Regions from separate parts of the Mus musculus genome. Here region 1 is linked to region 2. Evidence: chromatin contacts called from public HiChIP or PLAC-seq data. All regions are on one chromosome and are shown on one strand. Each heading gives the region's core, a stretch centred on a gene start, on an enhancer-like site or on the middle of the called end of the contact. The rest is flanking DNA. Distances are from core to core; before and after follow the strand shown. Region 1 overlaps 2210408F21Rik (RIKEN cDNA 2210408F21 gene). Region 2 overlaps Lncpint (long non-protein coding RNA, Trp53 induced transcript).

The links. HiChIP or PLAC-seq counts read pairs in DNA pulled down with a chosen protein or histone mark.
Region 1: an H3K27ac HiChIP or PLAC-seq map of heart atrium shows a contact between it and region 2, with 6 read pairs. The contact joins two enhancer-like sites. A contact is called at or near these places in 2 of 115 datasets of contacts at active chromatin or transcription factors (CD8 T cells and heart atrium).

Annotation. Positions count from the first base shown.
Region 1 is chr6:31,287,133-31,289,832 of GRCm38.p6, forward strand. All of the region lies in intron 2 of 2210408F21Rik (RIKEN cDNA 2210408F21 gene), which reads left to right. Among named protein-coding and RNA genes, the nearest start is that of Gm38782, 45 kb to the left of the region's middle. Within about 2 kb of position 1,424, at least 85 of the 459 cell types and tissues checked have an H3K27ac peak or open chromatin away from gene starts, as enhancers often do. A contact at or near this core is called in heart atrium, where this site is marked.
Region 2 is chr6:31,112,504-31,115,203 of GRCm38.p6, forward strand. All of the region lies in intron 3 of Lncpint (long non-protein coding RNA, Trp53 induced transcript), which reads right to left. Among named protein-coding and RNA genes, the nearest start is that of Mir29b-1, 51 kb to the left of the region's middle. Within about 2 kb of position 1,293, at least 89 of the 459 cell types and tissues checked have an H3K27ac peak or open chromatin away from gene starts, as enhancers often do. A contact at or near this core is called in heart atrium, where this site is marked.

The DNA.
Region 1 (2,700 bases), core at 174-2,673, 170 kb after region 2:
TGTTTTGTTTTGTTGTTTTTCTTTGTTTTTGTTTTGTTTTTGTTTTTGTTTTTGGAGACAAGTTGTCTCTGATCCTGGAATTCATCAGTTTGGCTAGACTGGCTGACCAGTGAGCCCAGGGCTCCCCCCATCTCTGCCTCCCTGCCACTGGGGTTAAAGATGCATGCCATCATGCCTGACTTTACAAGGGTACCTGGCATCCAATCCCAGGTCCAGATGCCTGCACAGCAAGCATTCCACCAACTGAGCCACCTCCCTAACCCATGCTCCTGCTCAGCTTGTCAAGATAGGGTCTCACCCTCTAGACCTGATTGGTCCCGAACTTGTGGCAGTGTTGAATTTATAGTCAGGGGCCGCTGTGTGATTTTTTTTTAAAGTTTCTTGCCAGAAATTCATCACTGTTATCAAACTTGTTTCAATAAAGAGTGTTTAGTATAAAGAACAAGGATGTCAAAAACCCTTCATTGCAGTCCTTTCCCTGGTGCCAGGGGATGGCAGAGCACAGAACTCATAGATAACACTTGTTTGTTAAGAACTTCCTGAAAGGTGACAAACAGAAACCAAACTTTCAGTCAGACAAAAACCACATGGCTTAGGTTTGAGAATATTCCTTCTGTTCCAAAGCCACTCAGGGGTCCTTCGGCGTCTGCAGGAAGCTGACGCCCTGACACCAACTTCCATGGAGTTGCTGCTGTTGAGACTTCTGTAGGAACAGCATTCGTGGGTGGAAGGAACATGCCAGATCTCAGGGAACTATTAGATGCCTGTTGACTCAGGCGGCAGGACCAGCTGTGAACAGGAATGTATTTTTACGTAGCTGCAGTGGAAAGGAACAGGCCTGTTGAAATTATTGCCGAGGTGGGGACAGAACCTGCTGGGATATTTGTGGAAGGTTTGGTTTATGGGGGATGAGGAGATAGAGCTGTCTCAGGAGGTACAGCTTGAAGATTCTAAATTCAGAATTAATGCTGGGCATAATGGCACATGCCTTTAATCCCAGCATTTGGGAGGTGAAGGAAAGGGGATCAGGAGGTCAAGACCAGCCTTGGCTACATGAGACACACACACACACACACACACACACACACACACACACACACAGAGAGAGAGAGAGAGAGAGAGAGAGAGAGAGAGAGAGAGAGAGAGAGAGAGAGATTTTGATTGATTTTCTTGGATAGGTCACATGATTGAATGATATAGCTACCAGGTAAAGTCCTTTCAAAATTAGACCCCAACAAAGATTTCTTTCTCTCATGTTTCTGTATCTCCCACCCACCTTAGGAATGTCTTTTAAAAACACAAATCCTGCCAGCCAGCTGCCCCTGGAAAGAAGTCAAGTGGGATGACTTCCTGTTCAGGGGGAGGGAGCAGGGGGTGTCACCTCTGCTGCCTCTCCTCTCCTCTCCTCTCCTCCCAGCTCTTAGGCAGCGCGCAAAGATCTTCCTTCCTGCCTGCAGAGGAAGCCCATCGTGTTCTCTTAGCCCTACCTTGGCATTCCTTGATGTCTTTAGAGAAGCAGATGACCCCGGCTGAGCCAGACAGTCAGCAGAACAGCAGCTCTCGATGCTGCGTTTGGAAATTTCCATTCTTTGCTTGCAGCTCTGAAAAAAAAAAAATCTAAAGAGCCCAGTAGCTGGGAAATTTCCACAATGGAAAATTTTAACATATTCTTTAGCTCTAAACTGTGCAGGTTTATAGACATTATTTTTTTTTCTTTCTGGTAATTTCCTTCTTTAACAACAATTTATGAACATGGTACCACTGGAGCTGAGGGAACAGGAGGGCAGGGTGACCTAGGGGGTGGGCATAGCTTGCTTAGCAGGAGGCTGCACTATATAACGGTGTGACCGCTCAGAGCACCACCATCCTGAGGCCCGCTGGGTGGGAACTCATCCAAGTCGAGCTCACTTGCCCGGGAGCACTGCAGGGAAATCTGTGTAGAGCCTTGAAATGGAAAATGCACGGATACAACTTGGGAGCCTGACATGGTGAGTCACGTTGCCAGCAAAAGCAACCCTGAGCAGATGATGATCCCTAAGACCGCTGCTTCCTGAACCTGAACTTAAGCTGTAGGCTCTGATGCAGTCAGTTGAGGGTGGGAGCTAGGCTGCATTACCAACGGATGCTGACCATCCAGGTGATGCTGATGCTGCCCTTCCTGAGGACCACGGTGTGCGGCATAGCAAGACCTTCGTCAGCATGCAGCCAGTGCCCTGCTGGCTGAACACTGCCAGAGGGTGGCTGGAGGTGAGCTCAGGTGACAAAGTTGAGGTCTCAGAATGGAACTCAAAGTCCTCTGGAGAGATGCTCCATGTCAATCTGGATAAAGAGGCTCCTTTAGAATGGAGGGGGTGCACAGCATTGCCAGAGGCTTGGCTTGGAGAATGCCTGCAATCAGGACCTTTCCAGAGAAACTCATGTGTAACTGGTGATGGTTCCTTAGCTAAGCCTGGTTCCTGAATGGTTGTCCAGCACTGAGTGAATGACCAGTGAACCAGTTCCCAACACTGACTGTGACCCGAGAAGAGTCCTGAGAGGCAGTTTCTGCCGCTCATGTTCACTGTTATTGAAATAAACTTTTAAAGGGACTTGGAGATTTTCTTAACAGCTATCTCACCTGCTGGATAGAGGAAAGGAGAGGGAGAGAGGCAGAGGGGAGAGGAAGACAAGAAAAAGAGGAGGTAGCACTATTAGTCTAGG
Region 2 (2,700 bases), core at 43-2,542:
CTAGCCTCTAAAGTGAGCCAGCATCTTAAGATATGAGAGGGCAGAAATGAAGCAATCAGACATAACAAACTATATCCCCCATTTCCACATGACTTGGCAGGGGCGGGGCGGGGGGTGGGGGGAGGAAGCTTGGCGCTTGCCAGGTATTGAGGATCTAACATTGTTAACAAGAAAAAACATGCAGAAGAGACTGACCAAAGAAACAAAAAAAAAAACAACTTACTCCGCTTCCCAGCTGCAAGCAGGTTGTGTTCTGGCTGCCCGGCAACTGCTTCTCCTCAAGGCCCTGGTTTCATTACAAAAGCTGTGCCTGGACTCATACAGCCAGGTTTACTGTGGAACAACACCAAAGCGCCTGCCCGCCTATCGATGCCACAAGTTCACAATTCATTTCAGAGCTACTGAAGACACTTTTGAGAACAAGGAATCCCCAGCGCAGACAGAGATGACCTCTGGATGTCACGTGGTCTCACTGCTGTTGTCACTCACTACACACAGACAGACACAGACACACAGAGACACACACTTGTTACCTCCAGAACCCTGTGGCCAGCCCAGCCTAACTGCGCCTATAAACATTGAGAGACACCACTCTCTGGCACTCTCAGGTTCAAGGTTGGGGAACGCCTTAAGACAAGGACCATGCCGTGCGTGCGCAGTATCTGTACCAGTAAATTTCTTTAGCTTAGAAACCCGTCCACGTCAAAACCAGAAGTAGAAGACAAGGCGAATCATGTTGCTACTGAATGTGACTGAAATCTACCATGATTTAATATCTACCATGTATTTAAAATTCTTAGATTAGGGGATATGAAATATGGGTGTGTGTAGGGAGATGGGAGTTGGATCTGGACAGAGTACAGTGTAAGTATGATCAAAACATACATGCCTGCATGAAAGTCTCAAAGAATTAACAAATTATTTTTTAAAAGTAAGCATAAAATAGAAACCTAGATTATTTCCTTCACACACACACAAAAAAAAAAAAAAACAGAAAAAAATGTAATCTTTGTAATGTAACTGGTAACAAATTTCATCTGGGTAACTTGTTTCTTTTTAATTCAGAAAGAAGAAAAACATACATATAAATATGACGTTTGTTTGGAAAATTACTTCATCCATGTACTGCCCAGCTCATAAAAACAAGCCTCCGTTCCAGCCAAAGGGGGACACTCTGACCTTGTTTACTGCAGTGTTTTGAAACCGCGGCCGGCCGCGTAACTCCTGACATCACTGACCATGCATTAGCACCCTCGCTGCTGCTGGCTGCACACACTGCCCCGCTGCCTCGCACAGCCCACGGGTGAACAAACACTGCAGTGCGGCCAGGACGGTGGCCTTAGCGCTGAACCCACAATGCTCACATGGGACCCATCATGAAATGCTGTAGTCTCTGGACATGCTTACAGAAGAGCAAAGGTCTGCTATGTCAGACTACCTTTAAGCCCCCAAATCCAAACCCAGCCCTGCCGGTCCTTTTCCACTCAAGAGACTGGCTTCCTTGCTCACTTCCGCCATATTGGCGAGAATTCTTGTCCAGTGCTTCACTGAAGGCAGGACCTCATTTCCGTCCGCATGTAGCTCCCCAGAAACTTTCCTGATAAGCTCATTTCACAGGATTACAGGATCTCACAGAGTGCTGTGTTGAGGGCTGATAAATATAAAGAACACACTTCTGGTACTTTGTCTAAGTGCTATCTTAAAAAGGAGGAATTTTCTCTTTTAAGTCTCAGACATTTTTCTTTTGCCTCCCTCCGTTCTTACTATGAGTATGTTAAAGCAAAGAATTGTAGCTGGAATCATATCATAACGTCATCTGTGAGGAGAACATCTCCGTATCTCACTCTCTTGAAATAAAATCAAACCCTGAAGCCATAACACTCGTGCCGTTCTACAGAATAGCCACAAGCCCACAATCACCTTATGTGAGAATGCTGAGAACTATCTTGGCTCCTTTGCTAGAAGCATTCGTAAGCATCAAGTCCTTAAACAACAACCATAGAGGCCGAGATACCTATCAGAGCAGCCCGGGCACTTTGTCAGAGTCGGGTAAACACAGAAACACCAGTTCACAACGCAGAGCCAAGCTGAAGAGCGGCAGAAAGGCCCCAAACACCACGCTCTAATGCCATGCAAGCTTCAAGTCTCCCCTGAGGAAATGGGACAGAGTTAAGGCCCCTGATAAAACAGGGGTAACACAGCCAGCCAGAGACAGAACCAGCAGGAAGGCTGCATGGCCAAGCACACGTTGGAAACATGAAATCGTTACCTCTGAGAGCTGCAGGGCTCTTCTTTTGGATCATGAAGAAGTGGGTGGCTCTCCGGGTAATCAGAACCGTTTTGATTTCCTCCAACGGAACCACCCCCACAGCCTATCTGGTTGGCATGTTACTTTTTATAATGAAAGCAAAGTCTGATTCAATCTCAAAGGAAAAGAGATGAAACAAAACAAAACAAAACAAAACAACCCTAACAGTCTCTCAGCTTGGGACCCACACATGCAGGGCTAAGTACGAAACAGAGCAAGATGACAGAATTTCCCTCTGAAAATTTCTGCTCCTAGGTATTTAGGCTGATTTACACTTTATGTAATCTTGATGGCTCAATCAGGAAGTGAGAATTTTAAGTGCGTGTGTTATGGGCGGGAGGAGTCATGTGACCAGCAGCAAAGACAATTAGGCAGTAGATTAGCACAATGAG